Linked DNA regions of Anser cygnoides: region 1 is linked to region 2. A link is a contact called in public Hi-C data. All regions are on one chromosome and are shown on one strand. The core of a region is the stretch at or near the end of the contact, and the rest is flanking DNA. Distances in the headings are between cores, read along the strand shown. Region 1 holds the start of BCL2L14 (BCL2 like 14). Region 2 holds the start of CREBL2 (cAMP responsive element binding protein like 2).

The links. A called contact is a pair of places that touch in the nucleus more often than the background predicts.
Region 1: a contact with region 2 is called in a Hi-C map of liver, with 6 times the contacts expected there. The contact joins the promoter of BCL2L14 here to the promoter of CREBL2 in region 2. A contact is called at or near these places in 2 of 7 Hi-C or Micro-C datasets (both in liver).

The regions. Positions count from the first base shown.
Region 1 is chr1:72,421,129-72,426,394 of Taihu_goose_T2T_genome, forward strand. BCL2L14 (BCL2 like 14) reads right to left here and starts at 3,915. Exons shown (of 7, transcript XM_048053654.2): 1 at 3,309-3,915.
Region 2 is chr1:72,063,331-72,068,725 of Taihu_goose_T2T_genome, forward strand. CREBL2 (cAMP responsive element binding protein like 2) reads right to left here and starts at 1,443. Exons shown (of 4, transcript XM_048048318.2): 1 at 1,289-1,443. The coding sequence starts at 1,303.

The DNA.
Region 1 (5,266 bases), core at 2,665-5,164, 360 kb after region 2:
TTTTCAATTCATTTTAAAGTGTGAAATCTTAATTGGAGGTTTATGACTCTCCTTAGAATTACTTCTTCACATTATAACCACATTATTTTCCTAATATCCTATCTCATATGGGCCAGAGATGAGACAAGCCTTTTGCACCAGGAGCATGAACTTTGCATGAACTCTCTCAGAAATGAGATTCTATTAAGAAAGTTTTATAATGCAAGCATTGATCCGGTTTGACAAGTGCTTGGAAGTCCTGCTAAAACCAGAATCTGCACATTATTTCCTAGGATGACTAAAAGAAACTTGGAGGATCAGATGACAGAGGGTAGCAGCATAGTCTCATTCTGTCTACTTAAAAACTCTGGTCTAAATTATTTATCTTCTGGAGCTTGCAGGCCTCAGAGGAAGCAGTATTACCCCCTCCTGCTTCATTTTCCTCCAGACATTTTCTTTCTGTTGCTAAATGTTACATCCATATGAGATTTCCCAGCATATTGAAAGTGAACTGCCAACTCTCATAAGGGTATGTTAAACTATAACCCACCATCCAGTTCAAGATTTATCTGCCAAAATAAAAAAAAAATGGCAAAAACATACACAGACTTCTGTGAGGAGCACAACTAACAAAACCTGGCTTCCTCTTTGGATTCTCTGAGAACCCATCACAGCTAAATGTGCACCCCATGAGGCCACACAAATACCCCCCAAACTTGTAGCACTATAACACCACCCTGGGCTGTCTGCAATGACATTTATCTAAAAGCTTGAGAAGTCCATTATATGAGGCTTAGCTGGCAGGATACAAAGAAGTAACCCTAAAGAAGAGACATATTAGCAATGTGATTGTTCAGTCTTTCTTAGGAAGGCATGTGAAAACAAGACTCTGAGGCTCATGTCTGCATACATGGGGAAAAAAAAGTGGGGGGGGGGGAAGGAGGGGGAAGTGTATCGTGAAGGTTCAAAAGTAGGTGAAATAACTTTTGATTTGGAGGGTGTCCAGCTACAGGCCTGTATTTGGCAAAACTGTGCAAAACTGTGGGATCTTGGCTATGCTATTTCTTGACTTTATTTGTGTTGTTGTTAATTGTTAATAGCAGGCAGCAAGTGTAGATGCAAATCATAGAATTATAGAATCATTAAGGTTGGAAAAGACCTCCAAGATCATCTGGTCCAACCATCACCCTACTACCAATATCACCCACTAAACCATGTCCCTAAGCACCACGTCCAACTATTGCTTGAACAGCCCCAGGGACGGTGACTCCATCACCTCCCTGGGCAACCCGTTCCAATGTCTGACTGCTCTTTCTGAGAAGAAATGTCTCCTCATTTCCAACCTGAACCTCCCCTGGTGCAACTTGAGGCCATTCCCTCTATTCCTATCACTAGTTACCTGTGAGAAGAAGCTGACCCCCAGCACCCCACACCTTCCTTTCTGGTAACTGTAGAGAGCAATAAGGTCTCCCCTGAGCCTTCTCTTCTCCAGACTAAACAACCCCAGTTCCCTCAGCTTCTCCTCACAGGACTTGTGTTCCAGGCCCTTCACCAGCTTCGTAGCTCTTCTCTGGACATGCTCCAGGGCCTCTTGTAGTGAGAGGCCCAAAACTGAATACAGTGGATAACTGTACAAGTCCTCTTGGCATGTGACCACCCATGGTCAAACCTGGGGCTGCCCAACTCATATTTCCCAAGCCCCTGCTCTCCTTCTGACCCTTCTACTGTGTCCTGTCCTTCCCTCTCAGATGCCCACAAAGCATGGCATCTGCAGGCAAGCTCTCCCATTGTTTCTTTTGTGGGAAGGTTCCTCTCACTGCATCATGGAGATTTTCCTCCAAAAGGCTAAGGGACCTCACACAAGCCAAGGTCAAACAATGTCAGTGCTGAACCTGATATTTGACTCAGTTCTCTGTCATGTGTCCTTTCACCAGCACCAGTAAACCTCAGAGAAGCACAGGCAGCTGAAGGTGATTCTGCAGGAAGAGGAGGCAGCACCTGCTCTGAAAGGCTAAACAGATGAAGCAGAATGGAGAAGTGAAAGAGTCCCCCCCGATCCCCCCAAATTATTGTTAGTCTAAGCTGTTCACATCTGATCTGCTGCTTCTCTCCCAGCCAGCAAAGACAGAAGTGCAGTTGCTGCCTGGGACACTGGTTATGAATAAACCATGTTATATCTGAGGCAATGCTGGAGAAAGACTTTGCCATTAAAAACCACCACCATTTACCTCAGTGACTCATCCCAGGTGTGGGTCCTTCCCTTCAGCTCTGCTCTCACATATAGAGGGGCAGACTGGGGAACTTGGCACTGGAGGCTTCCATGCAAGGGGAAGCAACGGCCAAGACTCCTCTAACAGCAGTTCAGGCTAGATCCTTTCTCTGTGTGGATGACCTGAAATTACAGGCAGTTCTTGCAGAGAAAAGCAGAACTATCGTGGGTCTCCGCAGTTCACTCGTATGTGAGCAGCACACTCCACTGAAACAGTATGTCATGTGTATTGACTCACTAATTCTCACAAAACCCTTATCAGATTGGTATTGTCTGTCCAGGAGAGGCTGTGCTGTTTTAAACTGTACAAAGGCTGTGGAAAGTTGGTTTTACACGAGACCGCAGGAAAGGATCTCTCCTCATGGTACTGCAACACAGTCACATCTAGGATGGAAAGCAATGACTTGCAAGCTGCAGGATTATCTGCTCCTTATTAAATCTTAACTGAACAGGACACCACAGAATTAGTAAACATAGTGTTATACTAGCATGACACAATAAACGTCCCTAGTGACAACAGATTTTTCATGAGCACTGTTGTGCAATAGACACAATGCATGCTGTATAGAAAGGTCTATGCTGATAGATGTCTTTCAAAAGAGAAGTTATCTGCTGCTCTGTGGCTGTCCAGAGGTATTTCCCTCATTCAGGGATGAAAGGCTGCCCAGCGCTTAGCCTCTAGAAGAGAAATGATGCACTACCTAGCTACACAAATTCACTGGGATACTCCTAAATTTTAAATTCAGTTGTCCACAGCTAAATGTAGTGTGGTTGGCAAAAAAAAGAACCTTGCTGTCATTGGCTAGGTCTGTCAAACTTTCTTTTCAAAAGCACACCGGCAACAGCGGCAAGGCTTGTATGGCAGCTCCAAAAGTCCTAGGGCAGTACCTTCCCTTACTTTTTGACATCACAGCTAAACCTGAAAGAACATCATTCTGAATTAGCCATGATAAATATAGCAGTTTAATCTATATACAAATAAGAGCCTTGTGCTGGATTATGGACAATCAAGCATTACAGAAGAGAAACTAAGTTCAGAGAAGAAAAGGGTGTTTATTACCTTCCAGGTCTATTGCACCAGCAACACTGCGTGCCTGATGATCTGACTTCTTTCTCCTTTTCTTCCAGTGGTTACTCTTTTTTTTTTTGTTGTTAGAACCAGCCTTGTAAGCACAGCAGTTCCCTTTAGGGGAAATAAATAAGTAAATAAAATAAAGAATTTAACTTACTCTATTGACTATTTTAAGCCTTTCATCAAAACATACATACATAAGCTTTCCCTAAGAATGGCACTGCACTTTCATTAAAAATGTGCCAGTACACTTCCTTATGTGAACAGAGTTCAAACACGTCAGCTTACGTATAGGAGGCAGGAAGGGTGGGGCCTGCCCCCTGCACTTGTGAGTGGTGCTGAGCAGCATGCTAGGCAAGGGACAAAGTCTATAGCTGCTTTGGGCTTGTGAATGAATACTATCTTTTTTTTTTTTCCTTCAAAACCCTCTTTTTTTTTTTTTTTTTGTCATGGTACGGGTTGAACCAAATAATCATTTTGATCCAGAAGAAGGTTTTTAAAGTGTTTTGAAATCAGTTGTACCTCTTCTTCTATAAATAGCCATCTACTATTCTATGTTTTTTCATATGCTGTTGACTATTTTTTTTTCCCGGAATCACATTAAACATTAATTAGATAAGATAGTTAAGGTTATTGCAACAAGTGACGCTGTACTGACCCTCATGGACTTTGCTTCTGTAGCTATTGTAACTACTATGGTCCAACATGGTGATTTAGTTACCTGTACAAATTACTACAAATTAATCTACAAGTCCATTTTAAGAGGGATTTTCACCATGCCAGTGATATTCCATTTTCAAAATAAGCTTGTAGATGAAGCTGCAAGCTAGGAGGGATTGGATGAATGGGAAAGAGCCTCATCCCACAGCCCGAGAGGGTGAACTCTTGAATCCAGTCTCATTTCAGTAGTGCCCAGTGCCAGGGGACAAGAGGCAGTGAGCACAAACTGGAAAACAGGAGGTTTCCTCTGAACATCAGGAGCCCTTCTGTGCTGTGTGGGTGACAGAGCACTGGCACAGGTTGCCCAGAGAGGTTGTGGAGTCTCCTCCTTGGAGATCTTCAGAAGCCACCAGGACATGGCCCTGGGCAGCCTGCTCTGGGTGGCCCTGCTGGAGCAGGGGCTGGGCCAGATGGCCTCCAGAGGGCCCTTCCCACCTCAGCCATTCTTAATTCTGTGATTTACCTGTGGAGGAGAGAGTTTCAGTGGGTACAGACTGGTTCCTGATACAGAAGATGTCTCTTCATGGATGTGCCTTAGTCTCCGAGTGTTGTAAGGAACACGCCTGTCTGCTGACTTTCCTGCAAAGTGAAGAATTTGCTCATTGAAACAGCAATATAAACAGCCAAATTTTGCATTTCCGGGGCGTAGTGACTTGGAGTTCACTTTGACTTTACAGGCTTATAGAAGATTTTTGTTCATGTTCGCTGAAGCTTTCCATTTCCTTCCTTCTTTACCAGGGCCAACTGACCTCTGAGCAGTAACAGCAGATGTAAAGCCTGTGTGTTATGGATTATTAACAATCTGTCATCCTGTGCACTGAAAAAGGTCAGTTTTCATTTTCTTTTTAAACATATCGTACCCCAATGCACAATATGCTTTCTTCAATACTAAGAGAAGGGTAAAAACAGCAGTATCTGAGGCCCAGAAAAGGAATGGGCAGCCTGCTGGAAGCAAGGAAAAGAACTAAACCAAAAACCCTTTTAAGGAGCTATTTTGAATTTTATAACACCAGGTAAAGTGAGAAGACAGAAAAAAAAAATAGTGTTGACTTGGCTCCATTTTATATATTCTGTTCCTATAGAAATTGTAGCTCTGTGGTACACCATGAGAGACAGAAAAAAAAATGACCATTTCTCCACTTGGCAATTTTGTTGACCCTGCAACCAGAGCTGGATGTATATTGAAGGGTAACTTCTGAAATATACTGGCAAAGCCAGACTTTGTG
Region 2 (5,395 bases), core at 193-2,692:
TTCTGAAAGGAATTGCAGCCCTACAAAATATCAATAGTGAAACTTTTCAAAGCAGCCAGCTCTTACTGACTAGTATCAGCTATTTTCTGTAGAAGATATGGGGATCTGATATCATCTAAGACTATTACCTAACGTAAAACTTGCTGAGGGAACAAAGATCTTCAGTTTTCCTTACTAACCACCACACTCAGTAGTTCTGGGCAGCACCCTTTTCAAAGCCATAGCCCTTGACAGTATCTCAGTGTAAGTATAATATGAAAACATTACATTATGAAATTTGTACTTGAGACATGAGATAGGAAGAGGAAATATTCCACTTGGCCTACTCTTTCCTTCACTTGACATCAGTTTTTCTAAGCAAAAAAGAGCAAAGACCTGTCTCATTAGTGCAAAACATAACAATAGTATAAAAATTATTTTTAATGAAAAAAATGCAAGTTATCTGTTATAAATAAACTAATTCTGTCACAAGAGAAATGAAGTAGCTACATATGCCTCAAGAATTAAGTCTTCCATATCTTCTAAACTCCTGCCCTGATCACACGTACTGTTTCATCCAGTTTGTCCTCACAACTGTGAGCATTTCGTTGGCTTCAGTGATGCAGATTCTCCCACCCATCTTTGCAGCTTTCAGACAAGGCCTCAATAAAACCAAGGAGTATAAATGTCAATTTGTCAAATTAGCATAAACCATTCACATACTCCTGATCCATTTGGTGGATCATATACACTGGTCAATTACTGATCACTTTCAAACGTTTTAGATTTATTCCTTAAGAAATTACACCAAGCATTTTCTCTTCATAGAATCATTAAGGTTGGAAAAGACCTCCAAGATCATCTGGTCCAACCATCCCCCTACCACCAACATCACCCACTGAACCATGTCCCTAAGCACCAGGTCCAACCTTTCCTTGAACACCCCCAGGGACGGTGACCCCACCGCCTCCCTGGGCAACCCGTTCCAATGCCTGACTGCTCTTTCTGAGAAGAAATGTCTCCTCGTTTCCAACATGAACCTCCCCTGGTGCAACTTGAGGCCATTCCCTCTAGTCCTATCACTAGTTATGTGCGAGAAGAGGCCGACCCCCAGCTCCCCACACCTTCCTGTGTAGGTAGCTGTAGAGAGCAATAAGGTCTCCCCTGAGCCTCCTCTTCTCCAGACCGAACAACCCCAGCCGCTCCTCATATAACCGTGCCATTTGTGCCCTAAACCTTGCTCAGCAAGCGACGAGAGCCAAGGGGACGGCTCCTCGCCGTTCCCCGCCCCGCCCGTGCAGGCCCGTACCTTACTGTCGTCCATGGGTGCCCCCGGCCCCCTCGAAGGGACCCCGTCGCTCAGCGCTCCCCAGCACAGCCCCCAGGCGCCATGGCCCTCCGCGCTGTTTGTTTACAGCCGCCCGCCGCGCGGTGCGCGCTGGGAGCGGTAGTCTTCTCCGGCGCCGCCGTGCGCGGCCACTGCGGAGGTGAGGGGCCAGACGAACTACGACTCCCAGCAGGCCCCGCAAGGAGGAGTCAGGCGGCGGAACGGCCGGCTCGGGGGGAGAACTACATTTCCCAGGAGTCCCCGCGCGCCTCCGCCTCCGGCGTCCAGCCTCCGGGCCCGGGCTTTCTCCTCGCGGGTGACGGCCGGTTGCGGCTTCGCGTCCCGCCGTCCTCTTCAAGGCGCACGAAGGCCTGTTTCTGCCGCCTCGCCTGGCTCATCGATCAGTCAGCCATCTTAGGCCAACGGGCTGAGCTGCGGCGTGTGGCAAACGCCACCCCCAGCAGCCAGGGCCACAGGCAGCTGAGGGGAGCGTGTCCCAGCAGGCTGCTGGAGCAGTCCTGGCTGCCTGAAGTACCAGTAACACTACACACAACGCACGCAACCAGCTGAAATAAAGGAGAGGCGTTGGGCAGTGCCCTGGGAATGCCAGCAGGGTGTTCTCCCGTGGGGTGATGAGATAGGCGGCTGTGCACAGATCCCTGTACCATCCCCTTCCAGCTCAGAGGAGCGGACGGACACCTGAGGCGCAGAGTGCCTGAGGAGGAGGACACTGCATGCAGGGTGCTGGGCACAGCAGCCTCCCATGGCTTTCCCTGTGTTCTGCTCAACCTTCTGGCCCAGTCAGTGCCCCAATTTCCCTCGTGCCACTCCCTGGCCTCCAGTATGCGGGCTGCAGGTCCTGGCTCTACATGCTGCCTTTCTCCAGCCCTCACGCTTTCTGAGCCCTCACGCTGTCTTTCTCCAGCTCTGAGCCCTGATCATCGCAACTCCAATCTTTCCCACTACTGATACGGCCACCGCTGGTGCCTCCTTCTCCTCCAACCCCAAGCTAGGGTGCCTGACTGCAGCCCGACCACAGGGCAGCCTCTAGTGATTTTTGAAGGAACTAGTAAGACTCCAGCTCAGCAGCCAGATAATGCCTTCCACATTAATGATAAAATCCATTTTCCATCCCACCTAGAAACACCTTAGTAGAGCCATGTTTCTCCTAGGTGTTCACGATAGATCACAAATAGCACTTGAGGTACATAACAGAGATACAAAACTGCAACTTTTAAGCTTACTGGTTGCATAGCAGTCTCCAGATTTAGGCAGTGTGAAACAACAATAGGGCAGAAAAAGATGAAGCATTTGTTGTCAGCTGACCATGGGCCACAGTTTATTCCTAGCACTTGCTTCCTTTCCTGCTATTCCATGCCACTGCAAGCATGCATAGCATGCAATAGCAAGCATAGACTGTTACAGGGAAATAAAATCAGCCAGCTAGTTATTTGGAAAGCACAGTGGGGTAGAATGAAACAACAGGTTGGCATGACTACCTGGATGATGGGATGCGAAGGAGAAGGTTTGGAACTGGGATTTTTTTCTTCAAACTTGGCTAATCAGATACTAGTTGTCTGGTATTGTTTGTCATGCTCTGCCCTTCAAGAACTTAAAAGTAGAATTGAGTCTTCCTGGTCACTTGGAAACTGCATAGTATACTGGGACTGCGATCCTGAGCCACACCAAATCTGAAGTAGTACCAGCAATCCTTTGAGAATACCAGGATTCCTCTCCTTTCACGTCAACACATACCAGAAAAGGTTAATGTTGAATGCTTTTGATGCAAAGCCAAGCCATGCCCTTCCCCACCCCCCCAACATCTCTTGAAATTAGGCCCCTGTTTACTCAAAAGATGCATGTACCCCAGCGAACAATTCTGTAAACATGGTCTGTGTTTCAAGTTTGTGGTGAAACCTGAAGCTAGGCATGTTTCATGTTGCTACATGTTTCTTTTTATTCATGAGTTTTTCATGCAACTCTATTCACAAGAGTTTCCCATGACTTAATCTCTTTTACATGCAATTGTTAGGGCTAAGGCTTTGTCATGGGATTTTCCCCCTGAATCACAAACCTTCCTCTTGGAGGGATATGCTCTCTGCATGGCAGAGACAAAGCACTTTTATAAGCTTTTTTCTATAAGCTCATATGCTTTTCAGTTGTCAAAGACGAGGCAGATTGCACTGTGCTTCCCTTTACCTTGTCCAAAAATGATATACCAGTTTTTAAAACTTTGCCTGTGAAATAAAAATAAAAAATAAAAAATTAAAATAAATTAAAATAAAATTAAAATAAAACAGGGAGGATCGGTGTGTTAAACAGGAGGCACCAACTAATAAAGTGGAAAGAATAGTTTGCAATGAGCTTGCCTAGGTTGTCTCCTGTGACCCCCTCCCCCATCTTTGCCTTCAAATTCTTGAAGAAGGTGGTGAGGTGCCTTCACCTTTGGCACTGTCCTGGGGCCATAAAGCTGGCTTTAAAAGCCAGTTGGGGGTTTCCCTGGTGAAGAGAAATATTGAGTGGCAAAGAGCCAACATAGCTCACTTAGGCAACCCTCTGTTGCAACATGAGTGGAGGAAGGAGATTAGACAGAGCCCTGATGCTGATTCAGAAAGGCCAGAATCCTTTTAACCAGAAAATTAAAGTTACAGCTGCATCTTCTCTCTCCACTAGATTGCTCCATACTACCCATTCTATTTTTTATCACATAAGAAACAGCGCTCTCAACTTCTGACCAAGTTAAGCGTGAGCTTAGCGGCTGAACAGTTAAGAGTTTCCATATTTTATCACTGAACAACTAAAAGTATGTATTTCTGTCTGCTTTTCCGCTGTGGGTTATACTGTCATCCTATCTGAATATGAACATGTGAATTGAATGGGAGTCTGTCAGGACAGTTGTGAAGGTAATTGAATACTATATATATGCACATATATAGCACATGAGCTGATGATGTTTTAAACTCATTTTAACAGATGAAGAAAGTACTGTACACAGCAAATAGTGAACTCTTCAAATTTACTGCCGTAGAACACTGCAAGACAGAGAGTACAGCAGGTTCAAACAAAGGATTAGACAGATTTATGATCAGTTTCATGATGAGGCACTAAAGGGATGTACCCTCCGCCATCCCTAATCTAACAGTTTCGGATACTGGGGATGGGTGGGAGGAGTGGAGCACAGAAAAAGCCCAAGTTCATACACTCTCCCTGAACAGCATCTCTGACTGCCACTCAAAGAGACACTAGTGAACTAAATGGACTGATCGTCTGAACCAGCAGGGATTTTCTTTCTTTCATGTCCTTAAGAGGTCACCATGTTGACTGTCAAAGACTCATAAGTGAATACAAGTTTTTGAGTAAAACTTCCTCGGTTAAAGTAAAGGCATATGATCTACGCACTAGACCAACTGTCACTAACTGCAGATTACTGTTTTCCCTAGTAAGTGATCATTCCTAAGCAATTCTCTGAGACATCCTGATGTTTTTATTGCTAAACCATAGTGACACACACCAAGTAAACGCTACCTCATATTAATCCCAATGTCACAAATTATCTCGTGCAATAACTACTGGCAGTCCCCTGCTCAAGTGAATTATATTTGTTAAAAGAAGGGCTGTGCTTCTCTTAGAATGGCAGATCCAGACAGACTTTGAGGTATATAAATAAACTGTGTTCAGTGATCATGCAATAGTTTAAAAATCATCGCTTATGTCAATGTGACTAAAAAGAAATATAGCTCACTGCATGATTTCGCACCATGTGCTCATATTTGTAGTGATGTCAACACATCACAAAGAGGTGTTTATTCTCTCTTTCTAGAGCTGAAAATGTTTTAATTTGGGCAAATGGAAATCAGTTCTTCTGACAGCCTGCCTGAAATAAGAATAAATTTTGCGACCTGTTGGTATTAAGAATCAGCATTTTCTGAAATTGCTCCCTTGTCCATTTATGGAGTCTTAGCAGATTCAAAACCTTTGAGATCAGTTCATTTGTAGATCGGAAAACAAGGGAGCAGTTAAGATATTTTCTTGTTTGTTTTCCAAATGTACCAAGAAGCCAATTGCTTTAATACAGATGATAACTCATTT